Linked DNA regions of Mus musculus: region 2 is linked to region 1. A link is a contact called in public Hi-C data. All regions are on one chromosome and are shown on one strand. The core of a region is the stretch at or near the end of the contact, and the rest is flanking DNA. Distances in the headings are between cores, read along the strand shown. Region 1 overlaps Papss1 (3'-phosphoadenosine 5'-phosphosulfate synthase 1). Region 2 has its middle 120 kb from the start of Gm29865.

Region 1 (5,588 bases), core at 236-2,735:
AACCCTGTCTCATAAAAACAAAAAAAACAAAAAATAGTAATAATCTGTACATCCCATTAAATGAATTAGACCAAGAACTCTATTTCTTTGGAAGGAAAATTAAATCTTTACTGAAAAGATTTAAATCACTATGTGTATCCCTGAGTGCACCTGCATGACAAAGGTATCTACCTTTACTTATTCACTTCCTTAGTGCGTGTGTGCTGTGTGCATGTGAGTAGGTGTATGCTTAGCCCAGGGGTGGATGCTGGGTGTCATGCTCTATGACTGCCTCCCACCTTGTTCCCTTGAGACAGAGTCTCTCATTACACTGGCATTCCAGGAGGGCTGGCTGGCCACCACGCTCCCAGGATCTGCCTTTCCACTCCTTGGCGCTGGGCTCACAGGCACACAGGGCCACGCCCAGCTTTTACAAGGTCTTAGCAATCTGGACTCAGGTTCCTGCTTTACAGCAAGGCTCTTAACCAAGGAGCCACTTACCCAGCCCTCCCCCTTTTTAATTACACTCTTATTACCGTCAGAATCAAACCAATGTCAGCTGTCACTGGCCAAGAAACAAAAGCAGCAATCAGTGGCTCCAATTAATCTAAACTGTGTTACCAGTGAGCCCAAGGCACCGTCTCCGTTCCCAGCCTGCGACGATGTGGATGTTTTGTTTTACTCTGGGTTTTTTGTTGTTGTTTGGTTTGGTTTGGTTTTGTCTTTTGCCGTAGATTCTCTTTACTGAGCCCTGGAAGTCCTGGAACTGGCTATCTATGTAAGGTTGGCTTCAAACTCACAGAGATCTACTTTTCTTGGCCTGTGTTAGGATTGAAGGTATGTGACCTGCCACCACGTCCATCTGTGTGTGTGTGTGTGTGTGTGTGTATAAGTCACTATAACATATGATAAAATGCACTGTCAGATTCCTATTTGAATTTATATATTAAAATAATTATACGTGTAAAAAATCATGAACAAAAAATATTTGGAAAAAGTTGTCAGCCATGAATGAATCTGTATGTACTTCCAAAATGACTAGGAATTATAAAACTCCTAAAAATTATGACATTACTAGGAATTAAGATGAAAAAGCAATAAGCCAATTTGCATTAAATTCCAGGCTGAGTCAAACAGCTAACTCCAAGGAGGACAATCAATATAATATTTAATCTTTACAGAAAACAAACACAGAAACAAAACAGCCCCTGACTCCACAGGCTTCGGAGAGCAATGGTTCCAGACGTGTGCCCTGAGGGAGGCAGCTCACCACGGTGGGCAGGCTAGCGTGGCACAGGGAAACAATGTGCTTTCAGGATTCACTTTCTGTCCTTCTGCCCCCACAATGAATAACACTCACGGGGAGGGAAAGTGGAAACGAGATCCCACGGTTCACTCAAAGTGTTCAGAACGAAAACAGCTTAGTCTTCATGACAGCTCTACTGAGAGAGGCGCCATGACTACCTTTACGAGACGTGACAAATACTTTAAACCATGCCATGCCTCCTCCACACACAACTCAATTTTTGACGTGGACTATCTTACCATCCAGAAGACAATCGAAATGGAGGCACTGCAAGTACTCCCTCTCTCTCATGAAGCCGTTCAGAGGAGTCGCCCAACCTTCTGCCAAAACCTGCACCCACTGCATATCCACCTAGTAAATGAGACAGTAAAAAAAACAACAACTTATTTCCAGTGTTTATGAACCCAAGCAGTAAAAAGTGATACATTTCAGCTGGAAAGTAATGGGGACAGACATAGCAGTGATGGTTGTGGATCCTACAAACCGAGGAAAAACTAAGAACTCTAGGAGAACAAGCTTTTCTCTAGCATATTCATAACACATCACCCGACACACTTCTACCAGGGACGGCCTCTCCAGTGGACCTCAAGCATCAATGTGTGTCAGGCAGCTTATGAGAGGGGTGTTACAACACATATTGCTAGATGGGCTTGGGGGTGCAAACTTGGGAGAGGTAGGCAGATTGCTGTGATTCAATGTGGCCTGGTATATATGGTAAGTCTCTGGCCAGTCAGGCTGTATGCTAAGGGCCTGTCTCAAAGCAAACAAACAAATGCAGATTGCATCACATTTAATTTCCAAGGCAATGGAAATTTTACAATTCTGCCAAGTTCCCAGAACTGTAGACAGTGAAGATCTGAAAACTCCATGCTGATAGTCACTATCCTAAATCAAAAAATACTTTAAACAAAATATTTACAACAGTCTCTCTCCCAGGGCCTTCACCTTACAAAGATCACTATTGCTTTTAACCTCAGGGCCTGTGGTACATCCCCTCAGAGCACTCAAGAACTTGTGAACCGCATATGTCATTCGGCAACGGCTCCCCAATGAGAGAAGGCTGAGCACATGGCCAATTGTGTGGAGTAAAACAGAGTCTCACATTTATTCCCAAAGCCTGTTGCCCAGTGTGTGCAAGGAGACACGAGGAATTGTACAGCCTCAACTCACAGGAGAAACTGTTTGTGGAGACGCTTTCTCCACTTGCAAGTTCCCCTTACTTAGCTTCCCTAAGCCATGACACTGGTTATTCCTTGTCTCAACCCTAGCTGGCCTCTGTGAGGAGCCTGTATCCCTGCAAAGGTCTTAGGTTGAAGCCTTAGCCTTCCATGACCAGAGAGGACTTGTGAGGAAGCGCGTCTTGTGGGTAAACAGAACAGAGCTGAAACCTTCTGGGCTGAAAGAAGTTTCCATTAGGCTTCCACAGTCCAATACACCCACAGATAGCTCTCTCTTCCCCTCTGTCTGTACAGACGCCCGTTCCTCCACCGCAGCGGCCGGGAGGGCTCTGCTTTATCCCGTCTCTCCCTGACGGGACCCAACCACGAAAACCCATCAAGTCTGACGCCTACCAAAGCTCTCAACACCATGGAAGAGTCTTTGGCCAGGCTGAGTCCAGTTCTGCATCCTCAGTACTGAGAGGACACGTCCTTAAGTATTCTAGAATCTTGTTCTTATGAACGAAGGGCTGAAGGAAAAGCCAACTTCTACTCCGTACACTTATCCTATACCTATGTGGGGTTCTCCTTGTTTTTTTCTTTTATATCTGTTTTTAAAATATGTAGAAATTGTACAATTTAAAGTTCCCTAAGATTTGAGACTAAGTTATGGCTTCCTCTCTCATCCTGTCTAGTTTAGCTCAGTGGCTGTTAATTAAGAAAGGCACCCGATGATACCATTAGGCAGAGATGTACAACAGAACCATTCCTAATTTGTCCATTTTTCTTCATATAAGGGAGAGTCAAGTGTTGAGCAGGAAATTGAGAAACATGTTAAAAGAGTAAAAGTTCATTTTAATTATTATGGATTAGCATTTCTTAATGCTTTAGAAACAATCCTTTCTCTTATGCCCCCCAAATCTCACATACTCTTTGTCCTTTGATATTTCAAAATAAACAAATGTAACTAAAAGCAAATCAAAGTCACGGTAATGTGGGAATATTGTACCCCATTAAACACACTGCCCATCCTTGCGAACTATGATATACACCACAACACCCTGACCCTGCTACTGCTACCCTGGCTTCAGACACAAGGCTAAGCCTCCCCCCAACCCCACCCCATTCATCATGCTAACAGCTCCACAGGAGGCTGCGTCCCTTGCTCTAAGAAGCAAAAGAGAACTTACTTTATTGATTTTCAGGGCTGGTAAGGCTTCTGCATCAGTTTTGGCCAAGTGAAGTTTATTCTCTGGCACATATAGCTCTTTCACTTCATAGGAAGCATCCACAGGGACGATGTCCTTCACAGCAACAAGAGGGAAATTAGACATTTCATCCAACAGTGCAGTTAGCCTTAAGAGACCAAGAAAAGTAAGCATTTCTGATGGAAAGGGGGCTTTCGGGCCACATTCCTTCTTCAACTTCTCTAATATTAACTGGTCTACTCCCCAGTAACACCTACTCTCAAGAAGTCAATATCATGTTCCATGATCTAGTGGGAAGGAATAAATTCCTAAAATCTACTCTGTGTCAGAACAGGCAACTGTAAACAGAGCTGATCCCAGATACAATGCGACAAAGATTTCAAACATGAAACAACCATGAAAATTCCATTTTCCATGTGTACCTTTATCCTTAGTGTCACTAAAACACCATTTTATTCATAAAATTAATATCCTAGAATGAGTCAAATTCCTCTCACAGTCATTGAAAACTAATATTTTTTTGATCCCGCATGAAATAGTCTGGACTTCTGCAAAGTTCCAAGTATGAGAGTGAGCCAGGCTTCGTTGCTGCTCATCCTCCATGAACTGTGTGTGTGAGCACAGAGAGCAGAGAGAAGCGTTTGTTTGCAGGCACGTGGAAGTGTGTGCATGATACAGCATAGCCTCTTAGACTGCTACTAGGAGAGCTTTACCAGGCTTGCTCCTAACATGTTACTGTGCTCTACAGAATTCTAAATAGGTTTGACCACTTTAACTCTTTAACATCGAGTCTGTCAGATCATCTCTGTTAGCACACAAATTACAACCAACTGTGGGCTTTTCATACATGTGCCCAAGCAATGCCTCATTATTCAAAATAAAAAAAAAATTCTCAAGAGAATAAGAGGACACAGCCATCGCCTAGGAAAAAGTCTTTGAAAACAAACAAACAAAAGACTGTTCTCCAAAATCAGCAAGAAACCTTAAAACACAAGAAAAACAAAACCTGCGTGCATCGGTTCAAAGAAGGTTGTTTAAATGCACATCCTTTCCAAAGCAACTTACAGATCCAATGCAGTCCCCACAGCACCTCTGACTTCCTTGACAGAGGTAGGAAACAAACCTAAAACCAGCAGCAGCAGCAGCTACAGAGACAGCCCTGGATGGACGCCTCACTGAAAATACACTGATGGCAAATAATCCTATGAAGATGGTCAGCGTCACACTATCCCTACCAGAACAGCCAAATACATGGCACAGGATGGCACTACGCACTGGTGAGGAGGGCAGAGCAGGAGCTTATGCCCATGGCCAGTGAGAAACACAGAGGCACAGAACCTGTGATATGCCAGCACACATCAATCCAGAGCAAGAGATGGAGGGGGCTCCCATACAAATGACCGAATGAAAGAAGTCAACCTGCAAAGGCATGATGCCTACTGTACAGCATCGGTGTTATCAGGAAGCTAACATTTCTATTAAAGGAAGTGGCCTTTAAAAGCACAAAGCAGCAATCATCAAAGTAATTCAAACCAAAATATTCATGGAAGAATCAGATTCTCTTTGTGAGCATATGTACGTGTGTGCATGTTCATGTGTGTATGTATGTATGAGAGTACACATGGAAACCATCACCAAGTGTCTTCCTCAGTCACTCTTCATTGTGTGTGTGTGTGTGTACATTTGTGTGTACATGTGTGTACGTGTGTGTGTGTGTGTGTGTGTGTCGGGGTGTGTGTGTGTGTGTGTGTGTGTCGGTGTGTGTGTGTGTGTGTGTGTGTGTGTGTCGGTGTGTGTGTGTGTGTGTGTGTGTGTGTGTGTGTCGGTGTGTGTGTGTGTGTGTGTGTGTGTGTGTCGGTGTGTGTGTGTGTGTGTGTCGGTGTGTGTGTGTGTGTGTGTGTGTGTGTGTGTCGGTGTGTGTGTGTGTGTGTGTCGGGG
Region 2 (5,520 bases), core at 2,355-4,854, 170 kb before region 1:
CAAAAAGCGTGACTTCAGTCTGGACGTAGGCACTCTGTCAGCAAACCTGAAACAGAACAATGCCCAGCGGCATCATTCATTCTCCACTGCTATGTTTGTTTGGTTAATTGTAATTAGAGCCACCATGTAAAGACTCACAGGTAATATGCTTGCATGTTATAAACATTAATTCTCTTTGTTTCTCAGATCTTCAGTGTGAGTCTTTTCTCTTTCACACATGATAGAACAGTGACTTTAAAAAAAAACTAATGGTCTTATTATAGAGCTACTAAATAATAAAGGAAGAACATCAAATCACTTCATTATTGCCTCCTACATGAAACACATTTTTGTGAGCACCTACTATACGGTAATGGTATACTGTGTTTTATCCTTTAATGGTGATCTGGTAAAATACTTTGAGAACTGTATTTTTAATTTTGGAAAAACTAAGAGAGAAGTCCAGCAATTTACCAAAAGTCACACTTGCAAAAAAGAAAATGGAAGAGGTTCAATTTAACATGAAAGCCTGCACTTTCGCCAAGCTCCTGATATTTCCTTCAGAACACAGTATCTCTGGTGTAGAGGGACCAATACTTGAAGCCCATGGGCCTTCATTCCTAGCATCCCTCCTCATCTAAGCCCTCTCTTCCATCAGTCATTAGCACACTCAGCTACTTCCAGGCTTCCGCCCATTCTCAGCCTCAGATGTGATTATTTCTCCCTCGCAAGCATTATAAACAGCACCACTATGTAACTAGCTACACTTTGGACCACATTTCAATCTACTGAAATCTCCCCAAATGCCGTGGGACTTAAGCTCCCACTTTTAAGTATCACATCATTAACAATTATTCATGTGAGAGCCAGAGTGGGCGTTTCAATTTAAACAGCTTCAATGACTATGAAATTGCTAGAGCGAAAGACTCAGACTCCTGCTATCAGAGCAGACCCAGGCTCTGCTAAGAATAGCTCCGACCAGAGCCCAAGAGTATTCCCAGAGAATCGTGGATGTGATATATAATAAGGCAGTTTAAGATGCTCAATGTTTGAGCCTCAACTTATTTATCTTTTCCATGTTCCAAATTTAACTTCTGGTTTTAATTTAAAATCACCATAAACTATTTATAACTTATCAGTAAAATGCACATTTACAGAAAGTCATTCCTAGGTCATGGAAGGATTCTTTGGTTTTGTTTTAGAGAGAGGAGGAATGAGTCCAAAGGGTCAATGTTAAAGTCTGTTAAATATGAGCACATGTCTCTCCATCCCAGGATCCCAAGATGGAGAGTGCTCATTCTCCCCTGTTTGTATATTTTATAGCAGATCCAAGTTTGGGTTAAGGTTTTGCAAAGACATACTAGCTTTCATAGACTTTGCCTAATGGTCAAGTTACATCCTTACTGGAACGTGAATGTGAGTCACTCCCCTTCCATGGCCTGCAGTCAACTGCTGTCTTCAATAAAGCTGTGTGAAATAGTGAAATTTTAAACTTGAATGCAGTATCTGACTAGTTGTGAAATAAGGTTTCTTGATCATTCTTGTTTATTCTGAAACTGACAGACAGGTGTGCATTATTCTTCCAGAGGCTTCCAATGAGGTCAGAGGGAAAATATAATATACATTCCATGAACACTGTAGAGCGAGTTCTGGTAACACACAGCTGTTCTTAATTTCTAAACCCGAGTCCTACAGTCAGAATCATAGAACTGTGGCTTTTAAATTCAGAAATGAATTAGGATAAGAAGCCCAAGTAGGGAGAGCCGAGTCCAACAGCTCAGCCTTACCACCCTCATTTTTTTTCTAGCTAGAGATAAAGGATGTACAAATTCCATAAATTGCCTTTTCAGAAAAGAAATGTAAGAAGAAAATATATATGCAAATGTTATATATCAATAGTTGTTATAATGCACTGCTTATGGAAGACAAAAATAGCCTGCATGAGTTAATACTGACACATTTAATTTTTCAAATATTTTCAGTCCATACTTGGCTGAATATGGAGAAATACATTCTCTCTACAAAATGTGCAAAATGTCATGTCTTAAACTATTACATTATATGTCATATCATAAATCCTCCAGGACACATAGCCTATAGATGCAACTGGAATTACAAACCAATATTAGACTGCCATACAAGACGGGGGGAGGGGAGAGGGGGAGGAGAAGGAAGAGAGGGGGAGGGAAAGGGACAGGGTAGGGGAGAGAGGGAGGGGGAGGGGGAGGGGGAGAGAAACAGAAATAGAGGTTGGAAGGGAGTAATGGCAAGTCTTGTCACAGGGCATGGGAGTTTCCCCGGACACTGTGACATGCTGGCCAAAGAGGGTAATGGGAGAAGGGGTTTTTGAGGGTGGGACTGGAAGGGGAGGAGAGAGGGGCACCTGTGATTGGGATATAAAGTGAATAAATTAATTAATGAGAAAAAGGAAGGAAGGAAAGAAAAACCAGCAAAAAAAAATTGCATTCCCAGATCTGGTACCTACTTTGCATATGTAGTGAAAATCATACAAACATAGAGAACAAGAAACAACTGATTCCTTTCTTCATTTCGCCACCACATCTAGCATTGAGCACAAGTTTATAATCTGTGCCACAGAGACCAATTTATCTTGAAAGATGTGAGCTAAATTGTGCAACATTTTCTCACTGCAGAGGGCATAGCTCATCCCCTCATCCCTGTCACTCTGTCATCTCTCCATCTCATGGGGTTTCCACCCAGGTGAGGTAGCTGAACCCCTTTTCCTGATGCAACCATGGTATCACATCACAAAGGCTCTCTGACTTCCTAACAGTGAACACTCACTGTTAGCCATACTCTGCTCACCCAAAAACAACATGGATTCAAAGAACAAGTAGGGATTGAGGAACTATGTCACACCTACCATGGTTTATGTTCCAAAACAATTAATTTGGTTGGGATCTTCCAGTAAAAATATACATTTTATTAAACTGGAAATTGAATACTGATAATGGTTCCTGGGCCCCAGCATGAGAACAGGGATTATATGTTCCTATCTGTGACAGAAATAAAAATGATTACCAAAAAAAAATCTGTAAACATTGCAAAACATTCTTTTGGCCCAGAGCAGGAACTAAAATAATGAAGATTTATTGGGGAGCATGGAGTCTGGTATATTCGATGTTTGTTTATGAATCTATCTTTCATAGCATGTTAGAAAAAAAGCAGACTGAGAATATAACTCATTGCTAAATGTCTGTCCACATTGCCCTATCTGGGAGAATTAATAGCAGAATTAATTTTCACTCTATTATGATAGGAAATTCACATTGCATGGTTTGGGGGGCTTTTCTACTCATTGACGGCTGGAATGGGCTAGAAATGTGGACCATTACATCCCTGTGATTTTAAGTGAGAATGCAGATGAAGGCATAATATTTTGATAGTCAGTCCACTGTGTGTTACAACTAATTGAAAAAAGACTGCTGTCAGGCTGTTGTCCTCTTCTGGACAGCCATCAGGTCAATGATAGAGACCATAGTTTCCCTGTGTTTCCTGGAAACCCTATTCAAGTTTATAAACTTCATTTTAAGGAGTGTGACCACACTTGATGTGTTTACTTCCTTTCCAACAGTTTTTGCCCTTCAAACCCCTCAACACAAATCACCTCCTTAAAAATAAGTTTAATAGGCACTTTGTGCAAACATTGTGGAATTCACCAATGCATCTAGGTGCCAGGAGGCAAGAGAGCAACTGCTGAAGCCAGCTGCAATGTGGATTTGTAGATCCTGGCTTTCTTTTAATCTTAAAATAGCTCGAGCATCCCTGTTGTTGGTCATTTTTCAGATGGAGTCTTCTGTACTTATCTATTTCATATACGTTACTTATCCTGAAGCTTTCACAGTGTGTGAAAGAGTCATCATAAACCACTTTATCTGTGATATACCAGATGCCATGGGCAGGAGACGGTGAAGTCGCATCAAGGGAAAATGTATTCTTAGGAGACTTCTAGAACAGCTCTCCATTCCTCTGAAAACTCCAAACTGTGCTCTGTGTCCTGTCACCCCTGAGCACTTCTGCTTCAGTAAGGATTAGATGGAGATCTCACAATGGGTAGTTTCCAGAACCATTCCAAACAAGAACTAGAGAGGTGACTCAGCACATAAGACTGAGTTCTGCTCTCAAAGGAGACCTGAGTTCAGTTCAGAGTACACATACCACATGGCTCACAACTCCAATTTCAAGGTATGCAGCACTCTCTATTGGCCTCCATGGGTACCCACTCTCATATAGGCAAATGACCCACACATACATATGTGCATACAAATAATTAAAATTAAAGCAAATCTTAAGGAAAGAATCAATCTAAATAATAGTTAAGATAGATTATTTTTTTAATGCAGTACATAGCCAAGCCAACTCAACTTAGAAGGCTGTGGTACTCAGAGTGTGTTTTAGGATGCAACGCACACAAAGAAGATGGCTTTAACTTCTGTCTGAACATAAACAGCTTCCCTTGAAAAGAGTTCAAGTGCCTTCTCCTAGTGTTATTCAGTAATGATCTGCTTTGACAATAAGCCCCATCTAAATTGGATCACAAATGTAATCTGTGGTATTTTTAGGACTTCTTCTCAACATAGAAATACCCAAAGACTGAGTCTGTGTATAAGATGGCTCATTCTTCATTTGTAGACTCTTTGTTTGTTTGTTTGTTTGTTTGGTTTCTTTTTTATTAGATATTTTCTTTATTTACATTTTAAATGTTATCCCCTTTCCTAGTTTCCCCTCCAAAACCCCCCTATCTCCTCCCTCCTCCTCCTGCTCACCAACCCACTCACTTCCCCCTTCCTGGCCATGGCATTCTCCTACACTGAGGCACAGAACCTTCACAGGACCAAGGGCCTCTCCTCCCATTGATGACTGACATGGCCACCCTCTGCTACATATGCAGCTGGAGACATGAGTCCCTTCATGTGTACTCTTTGGTTGGTGGTTTATTCCCTGGGAGGTCTGGAGGTACTGGTTGGTTTATATTGTTGCTCCTCCTATGGGGCTGCAAACCCCTTCAGATCCTTGGGTCCTTTCTCTAGCTCCTCCATTGGGGATCCTGTGCTCAGTCCAATGGGAGACTGAGAGCATCCACCTCTGTATTTGTCAGGCATTGGTAGAGGAACCAGCTATATCAGGCTTCTGTCAACAAGCATTTGTTGGCATCCACAATAGTGTCTGGGTTTGGTGACTGTATATAAGATGGATCCCCAGGTGAGGTAGTCTTTGGATGGCCTTTCCTAAAATCTCTGCTCCACATTTTGTCTCTGTGACTCCTTCCGTGGGTATTTTGTTCCCCCTTCTAAGAAGGATCAAAGTATTCACACTTTGGTCTTCCATCTTCTTGAGCTTCATGTGGTCTATGAATTGTATCTTAAGTATTCCGAGCTTCTGGGCTAATATCCACTTATCAGTGAGTGCATACCATGTGTGTTCTTTTGTGATTGGGTTACCTCACTCAGGATGATGTTTTCTAGTTCCATTCATTTGCCTAAGAAATTCATGAATTCATCTTTTGGATAGCTGAGTAGT

Evidence for each region. A called contact is a pair of places that touch in the nucleus more often than the background predicts.
Region 2: a contact with region 1 is called in a Hi-C map of uterus, with 2.6 times the contacts expected there. The contact joins two enhancer-like sites. A contact is called at or near these places in 4 of 484 Hi-C or Micro-C datasets (all in uterus).

Annotation. Positions count from the first base shown.
Region 1 is chr3:131,598,023-131,603,610 of GRCm38.p6, reverse strand. It overlaps Papss1 (3'-phosphoadenosine 5'-phosphosulfate synthase 1), which reads right to left. Exons shown (of 12, transcript NM_011863.2): 6 at 3,633-3,746; 7 at 1,525-1,636. Among named protein-coding and RNA genes, the nearest start is that of Gm36917, 13 kb to the right of the region's middle. Within about 2 kb of position 1,485, at least 19 of the 459 cell types and tissues checked have an H3K27ac peak or open chromatin away from gene starts, as enhancers often do. A contact at or near this core is called in uterus, where this site is marked.
Region 2 is chr3:131,768,220-131,773,739 of GRCm38.p6, reverse strand. No RefSeq gene overlaps it. Among named protein-coding and RNA genes, the nearest start is that of Gm29865, 120 kb to the left of the region's middle. Within about 2 kb of position 3,604, at least 6 of the 459 cell types and tissues checked have an H3K27ac peak or open chromatin away from gene starts, as enhancers often do. A contact at or near this core is called in uterus, where this site is marked.